Regions from separate parts of the Rattus norvegicus genome. Here region 2 is linked to region 1. The links are chromatin contacts, called in public Hi-C maps. All regions are on one chromosome and are shown on one strand. The core of a region is the stretch at or near the end of the contact, and the rest is flanking DNA. Distances in the headings are between cores, read along the strand shown. Region 1 overlaps Ndfip2 (Nedd4 family interacting protein 2). Region 2 has its middle 70 kb from the start of Trnap-agg90.

Region 1 (5,031 bases), core at 151-2,650:
TTTACAATCGCATAAGAATTTTTTCACCATTAAGTATTATTCCTGCCCTTTCCTTTTGTGCTGTTTTTATATGCTATTTTTAAGCATTAAAGATTATTTAAAGAGATAATTTATTCTGAAACCTAGGATAATACAAATATTCAAATGTAGTTATACAAATATGATTAATATATTTATGTTTACCCCATAGTTTTCGGACTATTTTACTGGCTATTTCAATGGACAATATTGGCTTTGGTGGATATTTCTTGTACTTGGTAAGTTTATTTTTTTATATTCCTTTTTATTTAATCTTTTATTTTTTTATACTACAGATTTACATTCCAGATCCCATACCTTCTCCCTGCCCGTCTCCTGAGGACGTCCCCTCCCCTCAGGCCTCTAGCCTCCCTGGGGCCTCCAGTCTCCTGAGGGTTCCGTGCATCTTCTCTGACTGACTGAGCCCAGAGCAGCGTTCCTCCTTAAGGCAGTACAGTTTAAAATAGTGTTTCTTTATTGCTCAGCTTAACTGCTAGTCCTAAAATTATAAAGTGCAAGTAAGTTGTGTTCCTTCCTAGTGTGCAGAACTAATTCTAGTGTAAAGGTTGCCCCCACTTAGCTCCTTAGCAACGGAGGGAACAGAGGTGCTGGGACGATAAGTAAGTGCTACAGAGTTTGAAGTTTCTACCTAATTAAAATAGTTATCTTTATGAATTATCTTAGGAAACACACGTGTATAATTTTAATGACAATGTAGCATGTAGGAGGGTTTCTGCATGCAATGCTGTCTTCTTGTTTTTGGATCACAGAAACCTTTGTGCTTTTGAAATGTGCCTTTCCTTAATCATTAACCCACAGTGCAGGGAAAGGCTCTATGGCCAACGATCACAGTACTTCTGCTTAGTTGTCTCCTCAGTAAGGCACAATTTTTATTATGTTGGTGACATCTGTGGGTTTTCAATAGTAGGTGGTAGTTAATTTTAGCATCATATTCTACTCGTGACCCATATTTCAAATGTCTTGACTGTTGAGACTCATTTTAATTCTTTTAGGTTTCAGTAGGTGGCAGTCTTCTCTGTAGGTTCTTAGTCGGGCCGTTGTGTTTTGAAGGTTGTTTGGGAAATATATTATTGGTAGCCAGTTAAGGTCACTAAATTTCTAGTGTAATATTATGGTAAAGTTATGTTCTTGTTGTAACTAGGTTGGGGAGTCACAATTATAAAGGGTTAAGATGGGTTTATATAGTGTTAATTGTGTCCTCACTTCTTGAATTCTTTGCTTTCTATCCAGTCTCTTATCTAAAAGTTGAAAACAAAAGCCCTATGAGTTCTGTGAAGCATTTAAACACACTTGTGTGTATTTGCTTTTGATGCCCATTTATAAGGGTGAGTGCGGTTGGAGGAAGGTAACTGTGGGGCAGAGTGCCACCGGTGATCCTGGGTCCACCGCAGAGCCAAGGCCTAGCATTTACTGACAGGAGTATGCAGACTTCATCAGCACTATGATGCTGCTGTCACATACATAAAACAATGCTGGATACCGGTAGGATGCTAGTCTAGGAGCCTCTGGGTGGGCTTTAGGAAGGAATTGGCGTTAGAAAATGCCTAAGGAGAGCAAACCAAGAGCCAGCCACCATGGACCAACATGTCTGCTGCTTTTCAATAGTGCTTTTGTATTTAAAAAATGAAAATAGTGTTTATGCTGTTGCCTTGCATCTGGTAGGGAATGAGGGTAGACTTTGGAGAGACGGGATCACAGATGGAGAGACTTGTGTATGATAGCAAGTGGGACTGGACTTAGCTGAAATCTAGTTCTTCACCTAGTCACTTGTGTGTATCTGTCTTATCTAGACTGTTACAGGCAGTGTGTGCACCTTCTCTCTAGACTGTTGTTACAGGCAGTGTGTGCACCTTCTCTAGACTGTTGTTACAGGCAGTGTGTGCTCACCTTCTCTCTAGACTGTTGTTACAGGCAGTGTGTGCTCACCTTCTCTCTACACTGTTGTTACAGGCAGTGTGTGCACCTTCTCTCTAGACTGTTGTTACAGGCAGTGTGTGCTCACCTTCTCTCTAGACTGTTGTTACAGTGTGTGTTCACCTCTCTAGACTGTTGTTACAGTGTGTGCTCACCTTCTCTCTGGACTGTTGTTACAGGCTCTTCTGTGTGCTCGGACTACTTCCTGATAGTGGGGTAAAGATTGGTTCATAGTCACAAGCACTTTGTTTCTAGTGAAGGAAGTCACACACATGTGCCTCTGCTTTTGTTTTTTCTTCACTATTTCTGGGCATGAATTTACTGGAGTTAATAAGTGCTTCCCAGAAAACTGGATGCTTAAATATTCCAGAGGCTTGCACTAATAATATTAATGCTTCTGAACTTACCTAGAATTTTTTCATCTGAAACTCTAAAGCATTTCACAGGCATTGCTTTTTAAATTACTAAAGTTTCATGTGATGTAAATGGGTATTCTTTAAAAATAGTGTTTTGCGGGGTTGGGGATTTAGCTCAGTGTTCAGTCCCCAGCTCCCAAAAAAAAAAAAAAAAAAAAAAAGAAAAGAAAAGAAAAAATAGTGCTTTGCTTAGAAAGCTACCTCAGCCATCTAAATCACAAAGACATCACCAGAGTGACTACTTCCCAGAGACCATCCTGACTCGTCTTAGTTTTTGATACAAGTCTTTTATTAGTTAAAAATAAAAACTTAAAAACTTGTCCATCTTTGAATGTAGATTTCACAAGTGGCCGACACTTTATATTGCCAGACAGTCTTATTTTTTATCTGTACTGTTAACATCTGTGTACACTCATTTTTGTCGGATTACTTTGACAACAACCGCCTTCATTTGCCCAGCATTGGAGTCATTGGAAAGTGTAATAAAAGGTAGGCGGTGTAGGAGTGACTCCTGTGAGATGGACAGACTTGGCCGTGTAAGTTGTCACTGCTCACGCTCTCTGTGTGGTTTTGGTTTATAACTTACATTTGCTTTAATTTCGTTACAGTTAGGATTAAGAAATTGAAAGATATAGTGTGTTTTATCATGGTGGTTACCATTGTAGTTCAGGATGTGCTGTAGAATACATGGACTCTGCAGGTTGACCTCCTTGAGTGAAGGGATGGGATTATGCTTGCCTGTTCTGTCATGCTCCCTTATGGTGGTAAGGATGTATCTGTCATTTCACTCTTCCTAGGCCTGCTCCTTTTCTTCAGAGGATTTGTTAATTACCTAAAGGTCAGAAACATGTCTGAAAGTATGGCAGCTGCGCACAGAACAAGATACTTCTTCCTTCTCTAGAGGTGAGAAATGCTAATGTGATGTTTCTTTAGTCATAATCTAGTCCTATTTTCCAGACACATATTAAATATTTAATGTGTACCTCTTAGTTTTACTTAGTATATTTATTATGACTGTACTGTTAATAGTTTACTGAAAGTTGCTGACCTTTTTAGATAATTTAGATAAAACATTTTAAGTAGAATTTCATGAATTTAAATTTTAAAATACAAAATCATAATCAAAAGCTTTATTTATTTATTGATTGATTGATTGTGGTGCCAGGCTCGAGCCCAGAGCCTTGCATGTGGAACAAGCAGGCCCTTTCCCCTGCGCCCTTGGTCTTTGAGACAGGCTTGTGCTGTGTAGTTCTGGCTTGCATTAACCTGGGACTTCCTAAATACTGGGGTTAAGGTGTGCACCACTCTCCTCAGAGAGACTTAAATCCTACTTTTCAACTCCTCTTTAATGATTTGCCACAGCACATTTGAAGTGATTGGTAGCACAAAACTTGAAGACTTTAAAAAGCATAATTTTTCTAACAAAATACTTACATAGTGAGGATGGAAATTCTGAAAAAGTAATGCAGAGTCCATACGGTCATCTGGTGAGAAAATAGAAGGACCACAGATTTGCAGCTGAGAAACCCTTTGTCCCATAATAAAAGGAGAAGGAAATGAGTGGAGAGAACTCGAGTTACCTGGGGAGTTTTTAGAAGTCATGGTGCAGTCAACATTTATTAAACAGCCAAGGAGTCTGTTCGTACAATGGCACCGTTTCTTCACTTATTTCTTGGTATTTATGGGTTCTATTTCTATTTGCTTAACCAGCCATGGATTTTTAAATATTTGACAAAGAATTACGTCCATACTGATTCTGTACATTTCCCTTGCCACTGTTCAAAAACAATTCTGTGTAACGATCATTTGTGTAGCCTTTAAGTTGAATTAAGTGTTGCATGTAACTAGAGGTGATGTACTGTAGCAGAAGGTGTGTGCCTGTTCTGTGTACACAACACAACATGCTATCGACATGCGTCTGAGGAGTTTGATATTGGAGAGAGGCCTCAATCCAATCCACTATAGCTACCAAGAGATTATACTCCTTCCTGTAAGTAACCTATGTGGTTTATGATGTGACTGCTTACACTTACAGCTTATGTGACTTACTGTAAGAGTCCCACCCATAGACAAAAGCTATAGGCAACCAAGGAATGCTGAGATTGGGAGAAATAGTTTTTCCAGGGATGAGCCACCTAATGTGTTATTCAGTACCAGGTGGTCAGCCTTGAAATTGTATACATGTAAGTAACGCTAGATGGATTATGCAGGGGGTATTGCACGCATGCACGCATGCACGCATGCACGCACATAATGGTAACAGTTAAAGAGAAAGAGACCTTGGTTCCAAGAGGGACTTAAGTGAGAGAGGAAAAAGGAAGAGTAAAATGATGTAATTATGTTTAATTAAAAATTTAAAAATAAAAAGAATACCATTATTTCTGACGAAGAACACACATGTAAATATAATGTCTATGTAAAATGTATTTCCGGATTATATGAAAGTATTCGTTTAAGTATTCCTTAATATTCCCTACTCCCAAAAGATAATAAATTTTCTTTTTAATTGTTAGAATGTTTTTGTGAATAGTGGCACCGAGGATTTGGCAGAATTAACAGTAAAATAAAAGGCAAAAAAAAAAATTGATAAGTGAACACTTCCCTGAGTAGTGTGATCATTTAGTAGTTTTTTCTGAGTCATATATAATATAAATATCATAGA
Region 2 (4,749 bases), core at 1,604-4,103, 66 kb after region 1:
AACACGGTGAGAATAGGGAGCCGGAACAGAGAGAGTGGCTGGGTCATAAGGAGGATGAGTAGCTGGCTGAGCTTGGAGGGCCAGGAGACTAGTGTGGTGGCTTGGATTTGCATAACAAGTGCTTGTGAGGAGAGACTGAGGGGGCCTGGGGTAGCATGCACCTTGCTAAAACATTAGGCACCACAGGTGTATGTTTATTGGAGAGGTAAGGAAGATGACTCCTTTTGGCTTCCCAAGTTCTCGGAGAACTTTTACTTGCTGGCTTTTACCACAAGACATCCTCCTAGAATACAGCTTAAAGCACCTGTGGACATTTGGAGTGTGAGAAGCTGGAGTTTCCTTTGCACCTGAGAAGTGGGGACCAGTCTCTATGTCACTGATGATGAAAGTAAGTCATTCTGAGTCCCCTGAGTTCTCAAGAGAGTGTTGGTCAAGAGCATCAAGGCAGAGCCCTCCTGTCTGCTCTGTGGCGGCCTCCTCTGGAGCGCATTCCCAATGCTGCCTGAGGTCAGAACTGAGTCCAACTGGGTGTGTCGCGCCCTTAGACTTCCAAAGGTGTCCTTAACACGCCACTCCTTTTTTAAGACTGGCCTGTCTCCGTTAGTTTGTGACGGCCGTGCAAAACGGAATAACAGAAAAAACACAGGCTAATCTGAAGAGATGAAGAGGGAATAATCAGGAGATGAAGGGGTCCGAAAAAAAAAACATTTTCTACCATTGGCTTGAGCATTTTGCAAATAAAAACGACGGGTAAAACTGACTCGGGCCCATACGATATTACGTGCCGATGTATATATCATCACTGCCCTGTGCGTTTCTTTTTCAAGGTAAGAAGCCAAGATCGGAAAAACGTGAACAAGAGCGTTTTACAAACAGGATAAGAGAGAATTAGTCTAAATTGCAGCGATGCTGCTGCGCCCGCTTTCAGATCTTTGGGTCCGCTTCCTGCAGGGTTTTTTCATTTTAACAGAGGATCCAAACTTGAAATTAAAGGGATTAGGCTTTTACTGAGGGGATTTCAGGCTTCGCCCAGCATGTGAGGGTGTTGTCTAGGGGGACGGTGAGACTTTTTTTTAAATCTTCTTAAACCCATGAGGTGGGGGGTGGGGGTGGGGGGGAACGCAGCTGTTTACTCTGATGGGTGGTTAACATTTGTGAGAGGGGGGGGTCTTTAAATTTGTGCTTCAGAAAGGAGAGAAAGAGAAAGAAAGAGAAAGAAAGAAAGAAAGGAAGGAAGGAAGGAAGAACAAAAGAAAGAAAGAAAGAAAGAAAGAAAGAAAGAGAGAAAGAAAGAGAAAAGAAAAACATTCAAAGTTCAAATAGGTAGCTTGCCTCCCGTGACACTTTGAAGTATAACACCTATTTTTGTATAGCCTCTGGTATACATGATAAAAGAGTTCCATTTAAGTGTTTTTCTGCCTTTAAGAAGTTTGCCACAGGAAGGGGTAACTAAGGAGAGCGCAGCTTTGGAGGGGAAGAAGGCAAAGCTCTAGGAAACTGGCCTCCCCTAACCAGCTGGTGGACATTGATTTAGCCACAGAGCTCACACAAGTCTCTCCTTCCACCCCCAGAAAACCTGGCTGTTGTGTGAGGTTGCCCTAAAATTGATTTTCAATGACTTCCTGAGATACTGTAGTGATTGAACAGTCGGACCTCTGTTGGCTAAGGCCCGGTGACAGAGGGAGTACTTGCTTCAGGTACCAAGTAACCAGGGCCATACAGGGACCTGACCATCACTTCCCAGGAAGCGATGGGGAGGAAATTGCTTTTCCTTGAAGCTGCTTTCACTTTGAACAAACGGTAAAGGAAGACAGTTGTCTTTTAGACAGAACTTGATCCTGTTGACTTTATCCATATCCCTGACTGTCCTTGATATTTTTCATTAATACTGTGTCACTGTGACGGTTTATGTCTGCTTGGCCCGGGGAGTGTCACCATTTGGAGGTATGGCTTTGTTGCAGTAGGCATGCCACTGTGAGTGTGGTCTTTAAGACCCTCATCCTGGCTGCCTGGGAGTCAGAATTCTGCTAGCAGCCTTCAGATGAAGATGTAGAACTCTTAGCTCCTCCTGCACCATGTCTGCCTGGATGCTGCCATGTTCCCACCTTGATGATAATGGGCTGAACCTCTGAACCTATAAGCCAGCTTCGACTAAACATTTTGTCTTTATAAGACTTGCCTTGGTCATGGTGTCTGTTCACAGCAGTAAAACCCTAACTAAGACAGTCACTGAGGTAACTCTTGTTTTCCAAAGTGGGGGATTTCTGTGGAAAGGGGCCTGATAGGTAGAAAGGCAAGAGGGAAGAGGTGAAAAGAAAGAGGAAAGGCCATGGAGGGAGGGGAGAGCTAACCTCTAGATGACCAGGAGTATCTGAATGGCAGATTTTGGAATTAGGTTCCTCAAACTGAACCAGTTACATATTCTCACAATGCTTTAATTAAGAGCTACACAGCAGGTCTTAGAATACAGCAGAGCTGGCCATCTTTGAATTTCTCTCTCCAGACTTTGTCTTATTAGCTGCTTTTAATGACAAAAGGCTTTTGCTTAAAGACCCTCACGGGTATAGTGGTATGTGGTTGTGAAATGCGTCCCATAAACTCATGTGAAGACTTTGTCTCCGGTGGCTGACCATGTTTTCTTTGGAAGCTGTGGAGCCTTGAAGATACGAAACCCAGCCATCTGAACCCAGCTTCCATGATTGGACCTTTGCAGGTTATGTTGCCCTTCAATCCACCAGCACATGAGGAAACCTACGTCATACTCTCTGCCATGTTGGCTGGAAACAGTGGTTCAAGAAGAGTTTCTCCCTCTCTGAATTTGCTTCTGTCAATATTTTGTCACAGTACTGAAACGAGGAACTCTTGTGAAACACTGTCCTGTAGGGACAAAAGCCATTGCCACTTTAGTCAGTGGATCCCCTCAACAAAGGCAGCTCTGTTGTTTTCCCTCCCTGAAAGAGGTTTCTGGCCATTGGATCCACACCTGAGACAGCAGCCTTTCCCCCCTGCACCTCTCCCCATGCAGAATGACAATCTGCCCCTACCCATAGTGTCAGAGTACTTGTGTTTATAGGAGGCACAAAGCTAATTAAAGAGCTGAAGAGGTGACAGTACCCTGAATCTATGGAGAAATTGTTGTCCATGCTTAGGTAACTGTTTTGGGGTTACCCATACTCTGTAAATAACCCCTCACCCATGTGTAGGAGTAAGTTCAGTAAAATTGTTGAGTCACTAACCTAGATTTGAGTGGCATGATTACTTTGGTCTGTTGTTGTTACCCTGTGTGGAGTGAATAGACATTTGGTCATGTCTCCCCAGGAAGAGTTCATGCAGCATTAACTACTACATACATTACAGGTGGTACATCGAAAAGATGGTGTATTCATAGGTCGCTCTGATGATATATTCTGAGGAATGATTCATTACGGGGTCTTATTGTTTCATGATTACCAGAGTATAAGTCTACACGCCCCAGGTAGTCACCCTGCTCTGTGGCGTGTACTGCCATATAGGCACACATCATGAATTAGGGCATCAATACATGGCACATAACTGCATTTGATAGGCCCCACATTCTGTTATAATTTTTGGTTGCTTTGCTGACTTACATAAATCTCTCTATTTGCGCTTAATCCAGGTCAGGCCCATGAGTAACTGAATTCCTTTCTTAGGTTTCCTCAGTCATTCTGGATACTTACCAAAAGAGGTTCCACAGCAAGGATCTTCAACTAGGGTGACAATTGTACTGTATGTTGTCTGCCCTGTATTGCTAAAACCCATTTCATGTCGGGTGTTACTGCTGGTCCAAGGTCCCACCTTCCTCTGCCTGCCCATATGGAAAAAATCTCTGGAAGCTAACAACCGACTGAAATATACAAGTGGAGAGGGACCAAGGCACATGTAAGGTAGATCTCTGACCTGTTTTGGTATCCAGTGCCCCAGAAATCAACCAATTATTTAAATAACCTGTCTGGGGAAAGCAGTCTATTCTCTGCAAGTCATGCCTGTGAAAGCTAGACTACTATGTCTAAAAACAAGCTAGAAACCCAAATAGTTATACCGTAACGAGCAGTTTCCCCACTTCTCACACACTTCAATAAGCTCTTACCCTAAGGCCATCCTCTCCCGATTTTCTGATGCCTTTGAGTCTGTGCAAATGTAGGCAAAGGTGTCTATTTATTGAGATTATATTGATTTCTGAAACATTAAATTAAGGGATAAAAGGCAACTTAGAATTGAGAAATCCACTCGATGGTGGCTTGCTAGAGCAAGCTCGGAAGACGGAGCCTTCCTTTTGTTTTCTTGTAGTTGGTCTTCATGTGTTTCTATGCCGGGTCCCGGTATGGGTTAGCATGACTTGTCAGGTTGGTTTGAATTCAAGTTCCATGCCTGACAAAACACGCCGCGTCTCAGTTCCACCTGTTGCCCTTTTAGCCCAGCATGGCTACTTCATAACAACTCTGGTCATTCAGCTCAGGACGAGTCTGCACTCAAGTCTCTGGCCACAGGGTGGGCACTGGTTCTCACTGCCTTGTGGCATTGTTTATTCCCTTCCTAGATGTCAGACACACATGTCCTTTCTCAGAGCTAGAAACACACCCCAGTGCCTTCCTACAAGGGAGTCAATGTTCTTTTCTCTTCCTTGGTAAAACAGAAACTAGGTATAAGTGAAGTGTTTGACTCAATTAATCAAATATCCTCTCATTACAACCCAGATAGTTATTTGAAGGTTGCCTGAATGCTAGAAGG

The links. Hi-C and Micro-C count contacts between places; a contact is called where the count stands out from the background.
Region 2: a contact with region 1 is called in a Hi-C map of liver, with 5 times the contacts expected there. The contact joins two enhancer-like sites. A contact is called at or near these places in 2 of 12 Hi-C or Micro-C datasets (hepatocytes and liver).

What each region holds. Positions count from the first base shown.
Region 1 is chr15:88,494,676-88,499,706 of GRCr8, forward strand. Ndfip2 (Nedd4 family interacting protein 2) reads left to right here. Exons shown (of 8, transcript NM_001108390.2): 6 at 191-257; 7 at 3,167-3,272. The coding sequence ends at 3,270. Among named protein-coding and RNA genes, the nearest start is that of Trnap-agg90, 5.9 kb to the left of the region's middle. Within about 2 kb of position 1,401, at least 2 of the 93 cell types and tissues checked have an H3K27ac peak or open chromatin away from gene starts, as enhancers often do. A contact at or near this core is called in liver, where this site is marked.
Region 2 is chr15:88,558,863-88,563,611 of GRCr8, forward strand. No RefSeq gene overlaps it. Among named protein-coding and RNA genes, the nearest start is that of Trnap-agg90, 70 kb to the left of the region's middle. Within about 2 kb of position 2,854, at least 1 of the 93 cell types and tissues checked has an H3K27ac peak or open chromatin away from gene starts, as enhancers often do. A contact at or near this core is called in liver, where this site is marked.